Linked DNA regions of Mus musculus: region 1 is linked to region 2. A link is a contact called in public HiChIP or PLAC-seq data. All regions are on one chromosome and are shown on one strand. Each heading gives the region's core, a stretch centred on a gene start, on an enhancer-like site or on the middle of the called end of the contact. The rest is flanking DNA. Distances are from core to core; before and after follow the strand shown.

Region 1 (6,983 bases), core at 2,224-4,723, 520 kb after region 2:
CTTGAAAAATATTTTGCTAAAAACTGTGATCAGTTTTAAAGTGGTGGTAACCATATTTTAACAAATTTAATCTTAGTAAAATTAAAAAGAAATTTCCAAATGATTCTCTAAGATACTGGCTCATCTAGCAGATCAAAGACGAACTTGTCACAGTAACTCATAGTCTATGAGACTCATTTCTGTTTCACAGGGGGAAAGGTTTTGCAGTCATAATAACATGGGTCCCCAAAAGAAAGGGAGGGGACATGTCCCTCATCTTGTCTTAACCTTTTACAAACCAAAGTGTGTGTGGTGGGTTGCTAAAATAGGGTGAAGCTAGGTTGCAAATCAAATTCCGTAGAAATAGAACAATGAGTATGTCAACAAGAGAAATTTAGTATCCATGAAGCTAAATGCTTATGCTCATACTTTTTTGTGCACCCAGATTTTAGACTGCAAGTCAGAGACTTAGATATCTGACTCTTATGAATTGGTTATGTTACATTTTATCCTGGTAGCATGCCTGCAAATTTTCATCATATTGGTGTGGCTTAGTTCTCACAATTGACTCTAGACATAGCATCCCACACCTCTCAGCTTATCACAACATTTTAGGAAGTTATAAGGGTGTCTGTCAAGGATGTCACCGGAAGCCCCACGTGCCTCACAGGCAGAGGTGGGGATGCTGAACTCCACAGGGACGTGGTCTAAGAGCAGCTCCACAGATCGACTTCCCTACTCCCACCCTGACCTTGCCTCACGGGCAATACCACATATTCTAAAATTGAGGAGCTGCAGGTAGAGATGATAGCAAGACGTGCTCAAGGTTACAGTTCACCTGAGCTGCCTCTGAGCTGGTGCGACCTGGACCTGCTTATCCCTGATTATTTTTAAAGTCTGCCCTACTCCTATTATTTTTTAAGTCTGCTCAGGACTTGATAGTGTGGGGCTGATGAGTGTGCCTCCCACTTCCTGGATGCACAGCCCCCCTCCCCCACCCCAGCACCTCTAACAACCTCCTTCTGAGAGTCCTCTCCACCGCCCTCCTCAGCCAGCACTGCTCCAAACTTTCAGAAAGAGCTTCCACTGTGCAGAAGGTGCTCTGCTTTTAAAAGACATCTGACTGTAAATGTCAAAGTTATAAATATTTAAACATCATTATTCTTTCAATTTCAAGTCAAAACTGATAAGATGTCTATGACTAGTCTGGGCTGTCTTCCGGGACGTCCCCCCCCCCCCCCCCCGGAAAGCCGCCTTGTGGTCCGCACCAAACTGCTCATCCTTGGGAAGTCACCATACTGAGAGGGACTGTGGCTCCAGCTGCACCTGGGTCAGCCCAGGTGCAAACTCACTTCAAGCTTCCAGCAGACACACTTCTCCCACTGCAGCTTCTGGCTAACAAGCATTTTTTTTTAAATGCACTTTTTTAGCTCCACAAAAAGAAAGAAAATGCAAGGTTGTTAACTCAGTCGCTATACGTAGGATGTTCAACTGACATTAAAACAAGAATTTCTAGAAATTTTATTTCCCCCATCCCAGGATTCTTACAACCTCATCCACTGCTAGCAGGTTCTCTCCCTTCACCCCACCCCACCCATTTCAACCCTCAGGTCAGGGCATTTTGGTGCTACTGTCAGGCAGAGAGCCCCTAAGAGATAAATTTTCAGGTTTGAGAAGCCATCAGTCAGTTGAAATTCAGACCTTAATATTAGATATATATTGACTCGAAGTGGGGGTCCCTTGATCCAGCATCTACCTTACCCTCTTCTGTCAGACATCACTCCTTTCAACCTCCACTCTGCCAACCTTCCAGGGTGCCCTACACCAAGGCAGGCCCTGAAGCCCATAGTTTCAGATCTGGGTGCCTCCCCGACTCCTACCCCATAGGCCAGTGGTGTGAGCCTCCTATCTGGTGGGGTTCTGGGGCAGGAGTACAGCTGACACTAATCCTGGTCACCAGCCACTCCTCTGGACTACTCAGGGGCACAGAGATGGGTGGAGCCTAGAGTAATCTGGCCCTGCCCTCTTCAGTTATCCCACAGGAGCCCATTGAGAAGGAAGTCTCTGCTCTTGCCCGGACAATTTGGTTCAGCCTCTGAGAAAAATCCCAGCAACCAACTGGTTTAAAATAAAACCGAGAAAGAAGCTGGGGCACCTGGGCTTTTCACTGGTTGCCCTGCAGCCAGCCCCGCAGGTTGCCACGCCGTTCACTTGTAGGAACATCACCTGCCTCTTCCTGTGGCTCCAGAGTGCCCAGTGTCTGTCACCTGGCAGTGCTGTCAGTCAGGCGGAGTTCATACTACGGACCATTGATCGCTTGGTGCTCCCAGCCCTGTGGAAGCGCGGGTACAGTGCAGAGTGTACTGATGGGCTGTCATATACCATGGCCCAGCATGGCTGGTAACTTAGAGTTATCTGAGAACCTGAAGCCGAGGAATTTCGTGCCTGAAGCCAGGTTAAGGAGGTCCTTTTCCAGCGCCACGTGGCGTGCAGGTCCGCCCAAAGCCTACGCTGGGCCTTGGTTCAGGGACCCTCAGCTCAGGAGATGGGTAAGGTGTCCTTGCCATTGCCATCCCACCACTGCCTTTGTTGTGGTCTGCTGAGAAGAGGCTAGACAGGCAAGGGCGGTGGGAAAGCAGCCATGGATCCGGCAGAGTGTGACCAGCTCCCGCCCTGGCATACCTGGGACCACACTGAACCCTGGGGAGTGAACAGCTCCGTTTTGCGAATGGTGCGGAGGTCCACTGGCCAGGAACTTAAGGAAAAGGGTTTGTTCTTGTGCGAACTACATCCAGTCATGTGAGGACAGCCATTTGGGCCACCGAGACCCTGGCCGAAAGGGTTATTTGTGTGGTTTATGCTCCTGCCCGTGCTGGGGCAAAGAAGTGTAGCTTAGAAACTGAGATGGGGACTTCGCTGACTTGGGGGGAGGGGCGGGAGACTCTGGAATGACTTCTTTCTAGAAGCTCTCCTGTGGGGTGGGCGGGAGTGAAAAGAGGAGGGGACCCGGGAGGAAGCCAAGAGGAGGAAGGGAAGGGTTCCACAGCTTTCCCCTGTGCAGGATCTTCTATGCTGCTGGCTCGCAGCAGCCAAGGGTGTCGCCCACTCAGTCCTGGGAGAGGTGTCCACGTTCCTGCTCCGGGTCTCCTGCTCCCCTCCCAAAGGTCCCCTCTGCCAGGCCTTGGAGCCCCCTCCCTTCCTCTCTTCCATCCATTACTGAAGTCCAGGAACCTCCTGGGTCCAGAGCCAAGCAGAACCAAGCCGCGCATCCAGGCAGGAAATCCCGGCGTCTTTTCTCATTTAACCCGCGTTTCCATTAACTCGGTCCCAGCGCCCGCTAATCCGCGCACCGAAGGCAAAAGCAGGCTAATTAATGACCAGCTTTTCCAGTCAAGACTAGCGATAATTGCTTTGGTGGCCTTTATGATTACAAGATAAAAATGGGCCCGGCCTGACATAAGAGACACTGTGTACACTCAGAGACTGGAGGAAACGAAGAGTTGGGAGGCTGAAAGCGGAGCAGAAAATTACTAATAGAAGAGAGATAATGAATAGGCCGGCCAGGCATTCATGGGGAAAAATCCATTTTGTTACCACGCGAAATTAGGTGGCGGAAAGGAGTTTGCTAATTGTTCTCCTCTTGTAGCAACCAGGACGGAGGCAGGGGCGTGCTCTTCCATTCATTTCCCGAGTAATTGTGGGGGTTGCTGGCCGGGAGTCGTGGGCGATTTGCCTGCGGCCCTTCCATTTTCCTGTGGCGTGTTTAATTGTTGCTAATACACCTCCTAATAAAGCTAATGAGGGGGGCGCTGTCTGGCTATCTGCCCTGGATTTGAGTGACAGAGAGGATTTTCTCACCTATTCCCCCAAGATGCAAAGTGAACTTCCCAATCATCTATTTCCAAAGACCTTGTCCCCTTTGAAGGAACAATACTCAGGTACCAGTAGTTGGAGTCTGTGCTTATAGAGAGTGACTAGAGCTGGTTGCATTAACCCACAGAATGTCTTCTAGAGAAGAAGCCATGTCCCAGAGCTATGATGACTCTGGCCAGTGCATTCTACTGATACTGGGGACTATTTAGTTCTGTTAATATTTTACCCACCTCCTGCCAAGCATGTGCTGGATTACATGCTCTGGACAAAATCTGTATCTGATTAGGAATGATGTACACTTCGTTTTACTTAAAGCAGCAAGTTGGGTACCAAATACTTTACATTATTAAGTTTGAAGAACAGCCACTATTGGGGTTACTCTTGACTTCTGCTTAATAGAAATTCGGTCTGGAGGTATGGTGTTGGAACTTCTTTGCACGTGTGTCCCTGCACAGCCCCCTCATGTTGAGGCTGCACTAAGTCTGGAGGGGGTGTGCTGCTGGAGTCAAGGTCCCCTGAGTAGTAACCTGTTCTCCTCCCTCTTCTCCTCCTCCTGCAGAAGGGAAAGCTCAAACTCCTGCCGCATCAGGAAGAGCAAGAGGACTCTACCAAGTTCATTTTGCTCACCTTCCTCTCCATTGCCTGCATCCTGGGGGTTCTCCTGGCTTCCAGCCTTGCCTACTGCCTCCGCCACAACTCACACTACAAGCTGAAGGACAAGTTGTCTGGACTAGGCGCTGACCCCAGTGCAGATGCCACTGAAGCCTACCAGGTAAAAATAAACTTTTCAAAGTTTTCTCCTTGGATTTGCCAAACTTGATTTGAGAGTGAAGGAGGAGGGCAGTCTGTCCCCTCTCTCACCCTCTATACTCCCTCATGAAGTCACAGTACAGGCTCTTTTATGATGACAATTTGAAACTTCTCATTAGCATTCATGTAAATACCTTGCAACCACAATTTTATGGCTCTGTATTAATCTTACACCGTTTCTGGGTAGTCTTACATTAGCTGTAGAAAGTGGGTTGCTAATTAGAAATGTGGAAAAAGTACAGTACATGAATTATGCATTGTCTGTTATCTTAATCTGGTCACTATTAATGAAACACGCCACAGTTGCAAGATGGATTGGCTGTGTAGATGTGTGAAGATGGCTCTTAAATCATCAACTTCCTTGGGGGTCTTATAGGAAGGGATCTTTTGACCTGATCTGTTGCCACCCTCTGCTATTGTTTGGATAAAGTGAAACCTAATACTGATAAATGGAATGTAGAGTGCATATGTCTTCATGAGTCAGCAGTGGCAGCTGTGTGCTATGTGTGCTAGAAACACAGACAGGCACCCAACGTGCCTGGAAGGAGAACAGAAGCCTGGAGAAGTGTGAGTGCCAGAGTCAAAACACAAGGGGCATAATCAACAGTTTCGTAATGAATGACTTGCTAAAATGAAACTGTGACTCCACTCAGCAGCAACGCAAGCCCAAAATATATAGAAGTCAGGGAGTTCAAATTTTTAATATAAAATATCATTTAACTCTAAATGTATTATTCTATTTAGGGTTATAAAATTACTTACTTGATTGCTACATTTAAAAATTTAATCAATATGCAGTTTAAGGTTTTCTCCAATTTATTGAATCTTTTGTCTTTTCTAACCACATGTCTGTGGTGTCTAATGTCTTATCAGTAATTCACATCACACAGTATATAAAGCAAATGCTGTCTGATCTGTTCTTGAAGTTACTTCAGCAAGCTCTCGGGCTCTCTCAGGACGGGCAGTGACTGTCCAGGCGTCACCCTCAGCTGGTCTGAGCTGGCTGCCCCTTGCTCTGTGGTTGTTCTGCATCCGCCACATATGGCTAGTTGAGAAGAATGTATAAAGCCCCTTTGCTTAAAAGAGATGAGGAGACAGCTTTTGGTCCTGTTTCAAAATTCTTATCATCATCACTGAATGGAGAAAACCTCTGGTTTTCTGAAGGAGGGTCACACGCCTGGTCAGGATGATCTTTTTCTTATAAAGAAATGGCAACTTCAAATGAATTGAGGATGGTATTTCAGGCACATGGCACATAGCTTTGCTTCAAAGCCAAAGGGGGGGGGGGGAAGACGTTTGAAGAAGCAGCCTGGAAAAAAATGTCACATAAACTAGTAAGAATTTACCCAGAAATTCTATTGAGCAAGACCATCAATACAGGATGCTAGGTCCTCAGGGCCAAGCAAGTGTCAGAGCATAAATAAATAATCACACCCCTCACTCCTCAGTCCTGTGTGTGAGAGACAGAGATCATAAGGACGGAGGCTTCCGTAAAGCATGGCATCCTTTGATACACTTTGAAATTCAAATATAAAATATTGATAGAATGAAAGGTTGGACTCGCATGCAGAAATGACTAATTTTTATAAGATTGTGGGTAGAAAAATGCATACTTATGACTGAGTTTGTGATAATTAACAACAACAAAAGGGGGAAAAAAAACTCTTCCCGGTGACAGCTCTAATTAATAGTATCTGTGATTAAAATCATGTCCTTGCAGCAAGAAAACTGTTTGAATTTCTTAGAGTGACCTTTTTGTGTTCCTCCTGGGGGCATGGTGGTTAAGTTGATATTGATTTTATAATGAGCTCTGGTTTGTTTAATAAGAATCTGTAATCCCGACAATAAATGAAATGTGTGCTTTTCTTCAATCCAGAGTAATAAAAAAGAAAAGATGAGGGAAAGTTTTTCTTCAAAAATAGGATCTAGAAAAAAGTTGGAAGTGAAATGACTGGGCTTATTTCTGAAGTCATTGACCAGTGTCATTATACCAAGTTTCCCTGATAAGATGGGGTCTGCTCTCATCCAACCAGCAGGCTCCTTGGAAGGACCTGGGAGACTTCTCCTGTGCTCTGCCATTCATGCAGGGCAGTCTTGTTGCTTTGGCTTGTTTTCAGCAGGCCAGGCCGCAGCACATGGTGATCACGTGGTTGTCAGCTTTGGGTTTAGCTGGGTGCATTGAAAGCTCACAGCTGTGGTTACTCAAGGCTTCTCTGGAAATAAGAAGCACTGTATTTGTCTATGTGGTCTTATGGCGTTGGGTTTTCCATTGTTGTCATTGAAACAACCTTCATGTTTTAAAATCTTCTTTTTAAGCCAAA
Region 2 (6,018 bases), core at 185-2,684:
GAGCAGGCAACTCTGAGTTGACACCTACCCTAAGTACCAGGAGAAAACAACTGGAGAAAAGAAGCTGTTGAAGAGGTGGACTCTAAAACTTGGAGTTAAATATGGTAGGTGGCAGAAGCCAGGAGAAACATGTCAGCATCTTGGTTGGTTAGGAGAGGCTGAGCTCCCTGGACAGGGGTCCATTTGTGCTCCTTCCAGAGTTCAGGATGTGTTAGCTAGACGTATAGACATGCTTCCGTGGTTTTATTCAGGAGAAAGTCTTTGTTGTAGATATGAGCAAAAGGCATCTAGGGAGAGTCTGGAGCAGAAAGAAAATGAAGTGGGTCAGACCTGGCCAGCAGACTGGACTGCTGAGAACACAGGGCATAGAGGATACATAGAGACGCGGGAGCAGAATGTTAGAGAGAGCGCAAGGGCTGGGGAGAGGAAAGAGAGGGGAGTGGGGAGAAAGATGGGGTGGGGAGAGGCGGAAACAGGAGGGATGCCCGGAGCTGGAGGAAGTTTAGCAGAGGAGAGGTGAGAAGGGCTAGGATGTTAGAATAGAGTTTGAAATGGGTAACAGGTATTTGAGATCATGGGGGAGCCTGGAGGCCAGCAGGAGTTTGATATGCTAATAGGCACCACAGGTAGCCATTTGTCCCTCTGCCAGAGGTGGGTGGGAACCAGCTTCAGAAGTTCCGAAGAAATGCTGGCTCTTATCTCACAGTCAGATAGCTTCCTGTAGTCCCGGTTGAGCTTTGGAGTTTGGGGAACAAGAGTTTCATCTGAACCTAAAAGGAACAAAGGTGGAAAACAAATATACCTTCCCTGAGGGTTTCCCCTCTTCATGTGTAGGATATTGAATCATGGTGCTGGGGAAATGTCCTCAGAAATCCTTACAGGTTTGGATTGTGATGTGTAATTTCTATCTCCGGAAGAGGCCCTCGTTCTAAACCTGCCCCATACTCCTAAATTGACCCGGGGAGCCTTTAGAAACATTGATAGCACCTGTCTTCCAAGGTCCGAGGTCACCTTCTTATGTGCTGGGGTTGAAGGCCATTGTGGTGGAACTCAGGGGCCAGCAGGTGTGGTCCCTGCTCCTGCCCACGCCTGTGCAAGCCAGCTAGAGGAAGGGCTTCCTGGAGCAACCTGCTCTGTGCTCGTGCGTCTCTTCCAGTCAGAGGTCCCACCTGTTTCCCTGATCAGGTTGCACAGACATCAATGTTTTTCTTGGTGGTTGGGTGGGGAAATAGGGAGGATATGAACTTGGAAGCCAGAAGCTGAGGTACAGTGCATGGTCATGGAGAGAGAGGGGAAGGAGTTGTGTTGAGCTGCGCTGCTCAACCCCTGTTAAATAGAGTTGCCTCAGGAACAGGCCCATTAATTCCACCCTGTGCTTCCAACCTAGTGGAGATTCCCTTCTCCCTCCTCTCACGTGGGAGTCTAATAACGTTTCCCTTCCAACAGCTTGCTCCATTCAATTAGTGTGATGGATTTGGGGTGGATGGAAGTGTGCTGAGCGGCCCCTCCCCTTTTCACACACCTCTGCTGTTAAGTGGGAGCCCAAAGAGCAGGCCACATTGATATGGGCTTGGCAAGAGGGCAGCACGAGGCACACAATTAGGCTGGATTTAGGGCCTGGGTGTGGGCTCTGTGGCCATAAAAATGGGGGCTGCCTCAGGCTGGCACTCTGTGTGCTGCTAGCAGCTTCTGCTTAATGGGAATTCTCAGCGGGCGATTCTGATGTATTACTTACAGCTGAGCCCAGAGAGCGCTAACTTCTTTTGCAATTCTCTTTCTCACAGATGCAATTACTGGAGTGAAATTTGGTCAGGGGGATGCACAGAGATTCTATTTTAAGGTTATTTTCTCTCCTTATAGAGGAGTGGATAGTGATTGTTAACTACTCTGGCAGTGCAGCACTCCAGCCTAAAGGTGAACACTCCCCGCTGCTGGCCCCTTTGCCTTAAGCGCGTGGCTTTGTGTGGCTTGGCATGATGGCAATCCTTTCTCATGTCCTGTCAGCTCACTGCATGCCAGGGTGTGGATGAAGTTGGTACCAAGTGGCTGCTTGTGTGTTCTGCTTCAGGCTGCCCTCTGATTCTCTGAGTTTCTCTGTCTGACTCTCCTCCGTTTGCCTGAACTTGGTATTCTGAGTTGCTCAGACTTTGCTGTATCACCTCCGTGTGGCCCAACTTAGGTGTCCCCTGGGAAGGCCTAGCCTGAGTATTTGGAGGAAGCCCAGGGTGGAAAGCGCTGAGTTAAGACTACCACGTCCAGGTGTTCTGAGCGGCACAGCTGTGTGGCGCCTTCTTGCTTCGGATGATTCAAGTTCAGAGACTTGTGGATCTGAACTGAGGATATATCTCAAACCACAGAGGCCCTTTCCCTGGGCCTTCTTTAGGAAAACAGGGGGAAAGGTGTGATACAGGCACTTTTTGACAACCTGTGTGATTTCTGGGAGAGGTATGAGCCCTACTGGGCTCTAGCAGGAAAGGTCCAGGGACAAGTCTCATCTACCTGTGAGCTACAGATCCAGATCCAGGGTGGGTATGAGTGACTTCCCAACTCGGTGGATGAGTCTTCTTATTAGATCCAGTGTTAGGTCCCTGTGTTCTATTTGCTTAAATATGCAATTCGTTTACTTATCCTGTGTTTGGATGTATATGTCAAGTTAACCGTAGAGTAAGTTTGAACATACTCTAGAAACTAAACAGAATCACTTTGTGTGATTCTTCTTCTGGTATCCTCTTGCCCCCAACTCATTACAAAGGAGACAAAGGATTGCTTTACATTCTGAACACAACTTTGGTTCATACTTGGCATCTTCACTGTGGATTTTCCTATAGATCCTCAATCATGTTAAAATGAAGGTCTACTCTTATGAGGTAAGGAAGGTAATGTGACAGTCACGTGGAGCCAGGTCCTTGTCTCCAAGTCAGTATGCACATGACCTTAGTGTGTGACCCCATGGATAAGATATATCTGCTGTGCTGAGTTTACAGGGGAGGAGCCTGAAAGGGTTCCATGATGTCCTCAGGACCATATCGTGAATCTGATCAAGCCCCATCACCTGAACAGTCAGCCCTTGAAATCATGGGGTAGCCTGACCTCTGAAGAGAGTTCTCACCTGAAGTAGGCAGCATGGGGAGGATAATGTGATGCTTCTACCAGATGTGGTGGTAGACCAGCTGGCATCTGAGGTCCCTGTTTCCCAGTAAAAACTCAGACTAGGAGGAGACAGAATTGGCTGCTGGCTCACCTGATGGCCTTTTAGGGTCTGAAGGAACCAGCAATGTGCCTTTCAGCCCCAGCAGCCATTGATTGCTGGTGATATGGTCAGGCTATTGATTGCTGGTGATATGGTCAGGCTATTGATTGCTGGTGACATGGTCAGGCTATTGATTGCTGGTGACATGGTCAGGCTATTGATTGCTGGTGATATGGTCAGGCTATTGATTGCTGGTGATATGGTCAGGCTATTGATTGCTGGTGATATGGTCAGGCTATTGATTGCTGGTGATATGGTCAGGCTATTGATTGCTGGTGATATGGTCAGGCTATTGATTGCTGGTGACATGGTCAGGCTGTTGATGCTCTGCCTGGTCATGATTGGTGAGTGCTTTGGCTAAAGTTGGTCAGGTGCCTTGGAAGACTTGGTTGCTTGACACCTCTGTCCTATCCCTCAGAGGCTGGAGAAGTAGCTGTGCCATGGAGGTGGCTGCTATATAGCCCCAACTCAGATTCGGAGTATTCTCAGGCGTGTAACCATTTAAAGGTGACTCTCAGCAGGCACTGGGCTGGTGCAAGAAATTCTTTATTTTATGTATTTTTTTAAAGAATGAGTGTCCCCTGACTGAATGTATGAAAATCCACTAACAGTCAACACACCAGTCAGCATAGGCAACTTGCCACTAGCACAGGGGTTATTTGAGGGTGACATTCAGAGGTAGCCACAGCTTTAATGTTTGTGGCCTTTTTAGAGCTTTTAACCCATGATAGCACCTGGCCCCTGAATCTACGTCAACCCACAACAGCTCTTGGTCCGTGGGTCTAGAAGGACATAAGCTTGCCACTATGGGTTCTACTTGCAGACACAAAGCTCAGCCCACACTGCTGCTGCTTGCCTGGTCCACTTGGACCTGCGCAGTCAGTGTTACATGAGTGAAGGTGACTCTTACTCTCAGGCAAGCAAATTCAAAAAGGAAAACTGATGAAGATCCTTAACTTACTCTCAACAAAGGAAAACATGAGTGTGTTCATCTGGGACATACTTATTCTTTAGTGACAAAAAGTCCTCTCCAGGCATAGGAATGTGGTTCAGCTGGTAGAGTTCTTGGCTAGCATGCACAAAGCTCTGGTTGGATGCTTCTTACCACGTAAAACTGTTGTGGTGGCACATGCCTGTAATTGTGGTGGCACATGCCTGTAATCCTAGCACTCTGGAGGTGAAGGCAGCATATCAGGATACTGCAGGCCATTCTATGTCACTTAGAAAGTTGTAGCCAGCCAAGTCTACATGAACCCATTTCAAAGTATAGAGAAGAAAGTTCTCAATAGTTAGCTACAGGTAGCCACGCTAGGAAGAGGGGAGAAAGGCATTAAAGGCACATGGCCTCAGGGCTCCCTGGAACAGCTGAGCTGCATGGACTCAGAAGTAGGCACTAGGACCGGTTCCCCCAAACTTTGGAAAGCAAGTGCATAAAGCCAGCTTAGGAAGACACCAGTTTTTCCCTTTTTGAAAAACCAAACTGTTTTTAGAGAGGTGATATCAAATTTCTTAAAAACCACCTTCTTCTACCCTTAAAATATTTACCAGAACCTTCAGTATTTGCTGGACTCTATATGTTCTGTGAGGGCTGCTCTTTCCTCCTGGAGTGTCAGAGGGATGATAATCAGCCAGGTCATCACTTAGAGACACTATGGAGGTCCTCAGCCCGCCCTGGCTCTCTGCAGAGGGCAAGCTCATGTCTCATACATTGCCATTTGCTCAACATAAGGCACCTGCAGGTTTCTACTGTTTACAGTGTAGACTCTGTACTATACCTTTACAGTATGGAGAAGTGTGTGAAGGCTTCAGAAAAGCCTGCCTGGATCTCCTCTCCTTCTCCCCTCTTCTCTCCTTGGTAATTCATTGTCCTAACAAGGGCTCAGCCATCCATCTCCAGCTCCTATCTTTTTTAGGTATAGTTTGGCAGCCCTGAGCCTAGCAGGTGGCACTTCCACCTGCAGGTAGATCCATAGGATCTTTGTCTTCTATAAGTCCCCCTTTGACACCATACAAGAGCTCTGAGATCATGTGTGGAGACTGGTTTAGGGTTATGGTCTTTGTAGGCCTTTTTATTAAGTAGAAGAAAAGTGATTTCCAGAATGGTCTCATGGTATGACAATTAATATTGTTTCTTTAAAAATAATGTTCACAGTAACAGTGTTTCAAATGGTGTTGTGATAGAAGAGACAAACACAAAGTTACTCTGCAAGCACAGAGTTCCTGGGAGAGATGCTTCCCACTGCATTGTCCAATTGACCTATTGGACCCACTGTTGTGTTTTATAAAAAGAAAGAGAAGAGCCAGGGAGATGTTTGGTGCAGGCACGGTATGATGGGAGGGGGTGCTTCTGCAGGCCCATTCTGAGGCATCCCTTCCCCCTGAGGTACCAGCCACATGAAGGTATAGTATAGAATAGAGTTTATTTAGGGCATAGGGAGGGGACTTGAGGGGGTAGTAGAGAGAGAGAGAGAGAGAGAGAGAGAGAGAGAGAGACAGAGAGAGAGGCCATGAGCATATAGAGAGGGAAGAGGGGAATGGGAAGAGACAGAGAGGAGGGTAAGGGAGCAAGAGAAGAGAAGAGAAGAGAAGAGAGCAAGAGAGTGAGGAGGGGACAAGCAGCCTCTTTTATAGTGAGTCAGGCTTACCTGGCTTTTGACAGGTAACTGTGGGGCGGAGCCTAAATGACATGCCAATACCCACTCTCCTTTTCTTTTCTTGAGGCTGAGTTGTTGCTGTAGCCAAGTTACAAAGAGAGTCATGGATTTAAA

Evidence for each region. HiChIP or PLAC-seq counts read pairs in DNA pulled down with a chosen protein or histone mark.
Region 1: a contact with region 2 is called in an H3K4me3 HiChIP or PLAC-seq map of embryonic midbrain, with 6 times the contacts expected there. The contact joins two enhancer-like sites. A contact is called at or near these places in 7 of 484 Hi-C or Micro-C datasets (cerebral cortex, cortical neurons, embryonic stem cells and 2 more), 13 of 115 datasets of contacts at active chromatin or transcription factors (astrocytes, craniofacial prominence, embryonic basal ganglia and 8 more) and 1 of 9 other capture datasets (embryonic stem cells).

What each region holds. Positions count from the first base shown.
Region 1 is chr12:117,157,183-117,164,165 of GRCm38.p6, forward strand. It overlaps Ptprn2 (protein tyrosine phosphatase, receptor type, N polypeptide 2), which reads left to right. Exons shown (of 23, transcript NM_011215.2): 13 at 4,412-4,624. Among named protein-coding and RNA genes, the nearest start is that of Gm10421, 9.4 kb to the left of the region's middle. Within about 2 kb of position 3,474, at least 25 of the 459 cell types and tissues checked have an H3K27ac peak or open chromatin away from gene starts, as enhancers often do.
Region 2 is chr12:116,640,452-116,646,469 of GRCm38.p6, forward strand. The region is part of intron 2 of Ptprn2 (protein tyrosine phosphatase, receptor type, N polypeptide 2); the gene reads left to right. Among named protein-coding and RNA genes, the nearest start is that of Gm31336, 110 kb to the right of the region's middle. Within about 2 kb of position 1,435, at least 24 of the 459 cell types and tissues checked have an H3K27ac peak or open chromatin away from gene starts, as enhancers often do.